Linked DNA regions of Zea mays: region 1 is linked to region 2. A link is a contact called in public Hi-C data. All regions are on one chromosome and are shown on one strand. The core of a region is the stretch at or near the end of the contact, and the rest is flanking DNA. Distances in the headings are between cores, read along the strand shown. Region 1 has its middle 17 kb from the start of LOC100193776. Region 2 holds the start of LOC103652912 (probable WRKY transcription factor 24).

Region 1 (3,122 bases), core at 125-2,624, 110 kb after region 2:
GCACCACTTGTCGTTTTCAGCCGCCACGCAGGTGGCGTTACAGTGATGATTTTCTATTATAATTTTAGTTTTATATCTTGACAAAGTTGTTACTGTATACTATTTTATAGTAATTTTAGCATAGTGATGGGAAGAAAGCTTCATAATTGTTGATGCATGGTAACAGGCTACAGGTCCATGTAATTCGCGCATCCTCTCCACAACGATTCCGTTAATTCAAATTGTGGGGTCATGTTTAGTCTCTCCAATACATAATTTAGCCCCCTTTTTCATCTATTTTCGGATCCGCCACTGGCTAATAATAGCAGCTATCTCTGTTAATCTATTTGTTGACAAGGTTGGCTCCATTTGTTGACAAGGCTGACTTTTGCAGTACGCAGTTACCGCCGTTATAGGGGGATTGTTGGCAAGTGAACCGCTGCCGCGCCAACTGAAAACTGGTGGCGGCCCCAAAAATCAATGTTTGTAGCAGCGGTTTCGAGCCAAAAGGCAGCAGTTTCTCATACGCTATTCGACTGAGTTCAGTCCTTACCCTTTGAGATTTGTTTCAAGTTTCTTCCAACACAGAGTTTCCCATAAGGCCGGTCTTGACAATTTGGCAACTGAATAAAGTCAATACTAATATTCAAGGTACCCAAAGAACATGCCATTTTTTTATTTTCTTAATCGTTAAGACAAGGTAGATGATCTACTCCATTAAACTGCACGAAGCTATATAACCGTCGTCAGATCTTGCAGGAAGCAATACTATTCAAAATGAATCCCCAACACACACACACACAATCCTCGTGTAATTTAAAAGTTTGGTTTGTTTAGTTCATTAGCACTCTAGTTAATTTAGAGTAGTCCCAGAATAGAAAAGGAACTTACGTGCTATGTTCATCATCGAATGATCGTGTTTTCACTTGAACAAATCTCCTAAGTAGACCACATAAACCGGCACCAATATAATATAACTGGATGGACACATCAGCTGGGTCAGCTCCATGTACCACCGTTGGTAATTTCTTTCAGAAGTCACAAGGTGCAGGTTACCTTAATGACTTGTACTGATCTGAGCAGACCAAAGCAAAGCAGCACAAGCAAAACGATAAATTATAGACCAACAGGTAGCGAGGTTCTTTCATGTGGAAAAAAGAACACATCAGCAATGTATCCAGCAGGGAGAGCTAGTGACCCGTTCAACCAAATCTTTCCTGGAGCCTTCCTGGCCGAATGGACCAGCAAGCAATAATGGCCCTGATCAGAAGAGGTGTCCTGTTTGCAAGATTCTTAATTTGGTTGCTTCATTTCTGCCGATATGGTGACATGCATGGACATAAGCGCACGTGGGGTTTACGATGGTTGGAAAAAGATGAGCCTCGAAGGCGACAGCAGGAGTCTAGAAGGCAAAGAAAAGTTTCTGTTGATTTGAACATGCATGCACTTTTGTGCAGGTAACTATGTGTTACGGGCTGTTATGGGCCCTAAGCCCATTAGCTAGGTCATTAGGGTTAGGTTAACCACCTCTATATAATGAGAGGTAGGAGGTCATTAGCTAGGTCATTAGGGTTATTAGAAGTCAGGCAAGAAGAATAGATCTAAGAATAGATTGGATCTATCTTGCTCATATCAAGACGTGGCACAAGTAACGCTCAGTAGGTTACTTCATTAATTTGAGAAAGTGGCTACATATTTACATCACGTCTTCTGAACATTGCACATATAAGACGAATGGCGTCAAGCTGAAGCAGAGTATCGTGCTAAGCACAAAATGTATGGTTCTCTGAATCTATTCAGTGTGAATGTCAACAAAGGAATTCACTCTCAAACCATCATTCTGAAACTTGACCCCCACCTTTCAAAGCGTACAGGCTACGGGCAGGCCTTCTGCAATCCTTGCTACTCATGTGTGCAAGAGGGGGGGCCTATCGCTGGATTCCTGAATCTAAATTTCAGTAGCACTGTTCAACGATCACGGTAGCTCGACAGTGTCGGCATCACAGACTGTTCCTAATATATCTCAGCAGTCAAAGCTCGGTAACATTCATGATCTCTCCGTAGAACTTTTTCTAGCGTTTTTCGCCCTCGTTCTACACAAGTCACCATGCATTGCCAAATAACTGTTCACAACAGTCTCTGTCTCATTGTGCCTTCAAGAAATTTCGCAACTGACATAAAATCTAAATTTGTAAAAGTAGCTGATCTTTACTAGATTCGGATGACCAGTACGTACATGCTGTCTGACAGCTATACCGATAAGCACATGTTTAGGCAGGCAAGTTTTCCTCCTTGAAGCTTCACCCCATTTCCATTCGCCATGAGTGATCCACTAGTTGATATAGTTCCTTGTAAATTATGCTCAGTAAGGCGTTAATTTGATAGTTCATCTGTGTCGTTTGAACCTGTTTCCTTTCAGCTGAATGGATGCACAGAAGAAAAAAGACAGCATGGTCCATAAATCATTTACTTCATTATCCTTAACCATTCTCTTTGCTATTCTTAGTGGGTGTTTGGTATGGCACTGCTCCACTCCAGAGCAGCTCTGCTCCAAAACTCTGGGTGGAGCAGCTCTGCTTCAGAGTTTAGACTTCTTTCTTATAACCAATGGTAGGTAAGTACTTTCAAACACCATGTCTAAATTGCTTTTCAAGGATTTCAGGGCAATAAAAGAGGTACACCAAAAAATTATACTCAAAAGGACATCTTGACCTCGACGTGTGAAGTAAGTCTAGATATCAAAAGGTATACTCGTCTATGATAGGATCTTTGTTTTATCTTTGTGCATCTAGACTAGATATTATGCTTAGTGTATGCATGTGTGCAAAATTTAAAGTCGGCCATAAAGAATGTCATCTTAGGGCTGTTAAGAGAATCATGTGGTATTTATTTCATACACCAAACCTAGAGTTATGTTATCCAAAAGGTTCAGAGTTTGACTTCATTGGATATTTTGATGCAGATTATATGTTGGATGTAAGGTAGGTAGGAAGAGAACGTCGGAGACATGTCAAATTTTGGGTAGGTCCCTAGTATCATGGTCTTCAAAGAAACAAAATTTACTTGCTCTTTCAACTTCTAAGGCCGAGTATATTGCAACAAAACATTGTTGTGCTCAATCACTTTGGATGAGGCAAACCTTA
Region 2 (3,429 bases), core at 176-2,675:
GGGCCGCATGAATAAACTCTTGGCCATTTCTCTTTACTCGGTATTGTTAGCTGTTTTTTTTCTACATGGAGTTCACTGAGTCTAATTTTTTTTGAAGTGTTTAAAATGTTGAAGCACCTCCAGCCATGCTCAAACTGTGAACTTTATGACCGTCAAATGGAGAGAGAAAAAAACCACTTGTATTCTCCGAGGCATGTAAAGACAGCGACGGAGGAATCAGCTCGAGCTACAGCCTACAGCTGACGAAGAAGCAATATCGATAAATATCCAAAGAGCAAAAGATTAATAGAATATATGCTGCGGTTAATAAACCGGTGGGTGGACGAAATAACTCCCGGTCAAAATCGATCGCCATCGGACCCTATTTATTTATTGAATGATCGACGCCCACACCCAGCGAAAACATGTGAAACCAGGAGTTGTTTTCATCTAGAAGATGAAGATGAAGATGGGAGGAGATGTGTCCTTATCCTATGTGCAGGCAAAGCAACCACTAGCAGAGCTTGGAAGATTCACTGGGACTCCGTCCCATCACCTCACCTACTTTCTGCGGCCGAACCCCTACTAATGACACCAACAACGAATCATGCACCGGATTAGACCAGTAATAATCGAAATAATAAATATAATCCCCAAGCAGCTAGCATCGGAAAAATGAAAACCGCAGGCCGATCGATCGATATGATCGGCCACAGAAATGGATCGGCGAGCATAGTATAGCAGTCGTCGTTGAAAACCATGCATGAAAAAACATTTTGACTGTACTGAATTGCGCACGGCCGTATACGAACCTTGGGAACTTGTTGTTCTTGACGGCCTTCTGGCCGTACTTCCGCCACCGGTAGCCGTCGTCGAGGATGTCGACCTGGCTGCGCGTCTGGAAGGCGAACCGAGGCCGGCGCTCCTTCTTCTCCCCCTTCCTCTTGCCCGCCTGCAGCCTGCCGTCCACCTCGGCTGCTGCTGGTGGCGTCCCCGCCGCGGGTTCTTCCCCGCGGCCGATACCTGCGGCTGGAGGAGGGCTGCTAGCTGCTGCGCCACTGTCCTTGGAGGAGGTGTTGGACGGCTCCGCGAAGAAGGAAGAGGACGACGGTACGCCGCCGGCATGCCCGCTGTGCTGGCCGCCGCCTCTATCGTGATCGCGCAGGCCGCCGCCGCCGCCGCTGGTGCTGCCGGCAGTGGGCAGCATGAAGTTGTAGGAGTTGGAGGTGGCGGCAGAGGACGGCTGCGTGGACGGCCGTCCGAAGAGCATGTGATAATTCTCCATGGCTCAGAGCCGCTCTGCTGGCTAGTTGCGCGGCCGGGAGCGGAATCTGGAGAGCTTGTGAGGGAGGGGAGGCTGAAAGAGTTTTACAAGTTACAACCAGGGTTATATAGAGGGGTTAATTAGTATAATGGTAATGCTAACGTGCTGCCATACTTTATTTCTGGCTCAAATCCTTCACTTTGACCGGCCCGTAGACTAGTAATGGCGGCTTCCGATCCTGTGCTACACATTCCACACAAATCAGACGCATGCGTCATGAGAGAGCGACTTGTGTGTATAGGGATGGCAATGGGCCGGGTGAAGAAAATACCTGCCCACAATCCCACCCGTGAAGTTTACCTGAACCCGTCTGCGATTACACATGTGGGGCAATTCCAAACCCGCATCGAACTCGTCGGATTTCGGGACAACCGTGAGGTTTTACTCGGTGTATACTTTTGAACAACAATTCAGCTATAAACAATTAAGTACCAGCAATAATTGAGTTATATCTATGAATTTTAAGCCTTCTCACGTTGAGCAACAACAAAACATATAATGAATTATTAGCCAGTTACTTAATCAACATAATTACTATTGTAACTTAATTATTTTTGCACAAAATAAAGAATTAACCAAATTTCGGGTAGGGTACGGCCGTATGGGTCACCCGTGGGTTGAAATAGAAACTCGCACCCACACCCGTACAACTTCGGGTCGGGTACGGGTTGCACCCGTGGGTCAAAATCTTTGTCCGTATCCTCACCCATCATGTCGGGTACCTGTTGGTTTTCGGGTTTACGAGTTAAATTGTCGTCCCTATATGTGTAAGAGCAAGTTTAATAATATCGTCTTGTGCTGTATGTAAAGATTTTTGTAGCCAACATCTTAGGGTATGTTTGGATCCATAGTGCTAAACTTTAGTACTATAATTTTGATTAAATTTTAGCACTTGGAGATCCAAAGAAGAGTGCTAAAAGGTGATAAAAATGGAGTGCTAAACTTTAGCACCTATTAACATTTTATCTTTCCATTTGATAGGGCTAAGCTTTAGCACACCCTGCTAAATTTTAGCCCATGTAATCCAACAAGCCTTTAGTCCATCCATATATTAGTTACCTCTTCATTATTAATGCATGATCTACTTATCTCTCTCACAATAATTTTTTTTTTGGTTCTTGCGTCTAAGTCGGCTGTAATAAACTTACAGTCCATTTCTATTCTCACTTATCCACTTTAGGGCTTGTTCTATTTCTATTCTCACTTATCCACTTTAGGGCTTGTTCTGTTATTCCAGTTGGATGGATTTTGACTTGTTATGGATTTAAACCGATTCAATATCATCCAATCTACATGAATTAATGGTGAAATGAACAAGCCCTTAGCATTTAGCCTGTTTACGACCTCTTAATTAATATACTTGCTCTAAGCGAGAGAGATCCATGTTCTAGCTAGCTAGGTCCCAGAAGAAGAGACTAGTAGCTAACCAGGAAAGAGAGACAGATCAGATGGGCAGTATAGGCTGGGAGAGTTTGCCTTCCCTTCCTCTCTCCGTGTTTGGTTGACGTGAACGGCACGGAGCTAGTCTAGCTAGCGATGAGCTAGCTATGCACAGCCAATGTAATAACGCAGGTCGAGGGCTTTGCATGCGGTCCATGCAGACGGCGGGCGCCGCGCCTGGCCTGGGCGAGGTTTATTTGGTTGGACGAGGACGAGGAACAGTGGCGGGCGTAGGAAAGTGCCTGCAGCCGGCAGCAACCTCTCTAGGTCTCGGTGGTGGTGGCTTGCTTGCCCGTGTGCATGCATGTGAGCATGTCCCCGATTCGCACGAGCGCCTATACTTTGACCATCATCTCATTGTTATATATATATATATATATATATATATATATATATATATATATATATATATATATATATATATATATATATATATATATATATATATATATATATATATATATATATATATATATATATGGTGCACTCTATTATATTAATACTACCTCCGTTCACAAATATATGACAATGTTAGTTTTTTTAAAAAACTTTGACGACTTATATTATTTAAAATATTTATTAAAAAATATAAAATTTTAAGTCAAACCCAAACTACCTTAAGTGATAAAATAAATCAAAAAATAAATGATAACTCATTATTTTTTAAATAAGACGAGTGGTCAAAG

The links. A called contact is a pair of places that touch in the nucleus more often than the background predicts.
Region 1: a Hi-C map of bundle sheath shows a contact between it and region 2, with 2.3 times the contacts expected there. The contact joins the enhancer-like site here to the promoter of LOC103652912 in region 2. A contact is called at or near these places in 7 of 25 Hi-C or Micro-C datasets (bundle sheath, ear, endosperm and 2 more).

The regions. Positions count from the first base shown.
Region 1 is chr4:19,671,852-19,674,973 of Zm-B73-REFERENCE-NAM-5.0, forward strand. No RefSeq gene overlaps it. Among protein-coding and RNA genes, the nearest start is that of LOC100193776, 17 kb to the right of the region's middle. Within about 2 kb of position 1,375, at least 5 of the 20 cell types and tissues checked have an H3K27ac peak or open chromatin away from gene starts, as enhancers often do. A contact at or near this core is called in bundle sheath, where this site is marked.
Region 2 is chr4:19,557,808-19,561,236 of Zm-B73-REFERENCE-NAM-5.0, forward strand. It overlaps LOC103652912 (probable WRKY transcription factor 24), which reads right to left and starts at 1,426. Exons shown (of 2, transcript XM_008679904.4): 1 at 792-1,426. The coding sequence starts at 1,264.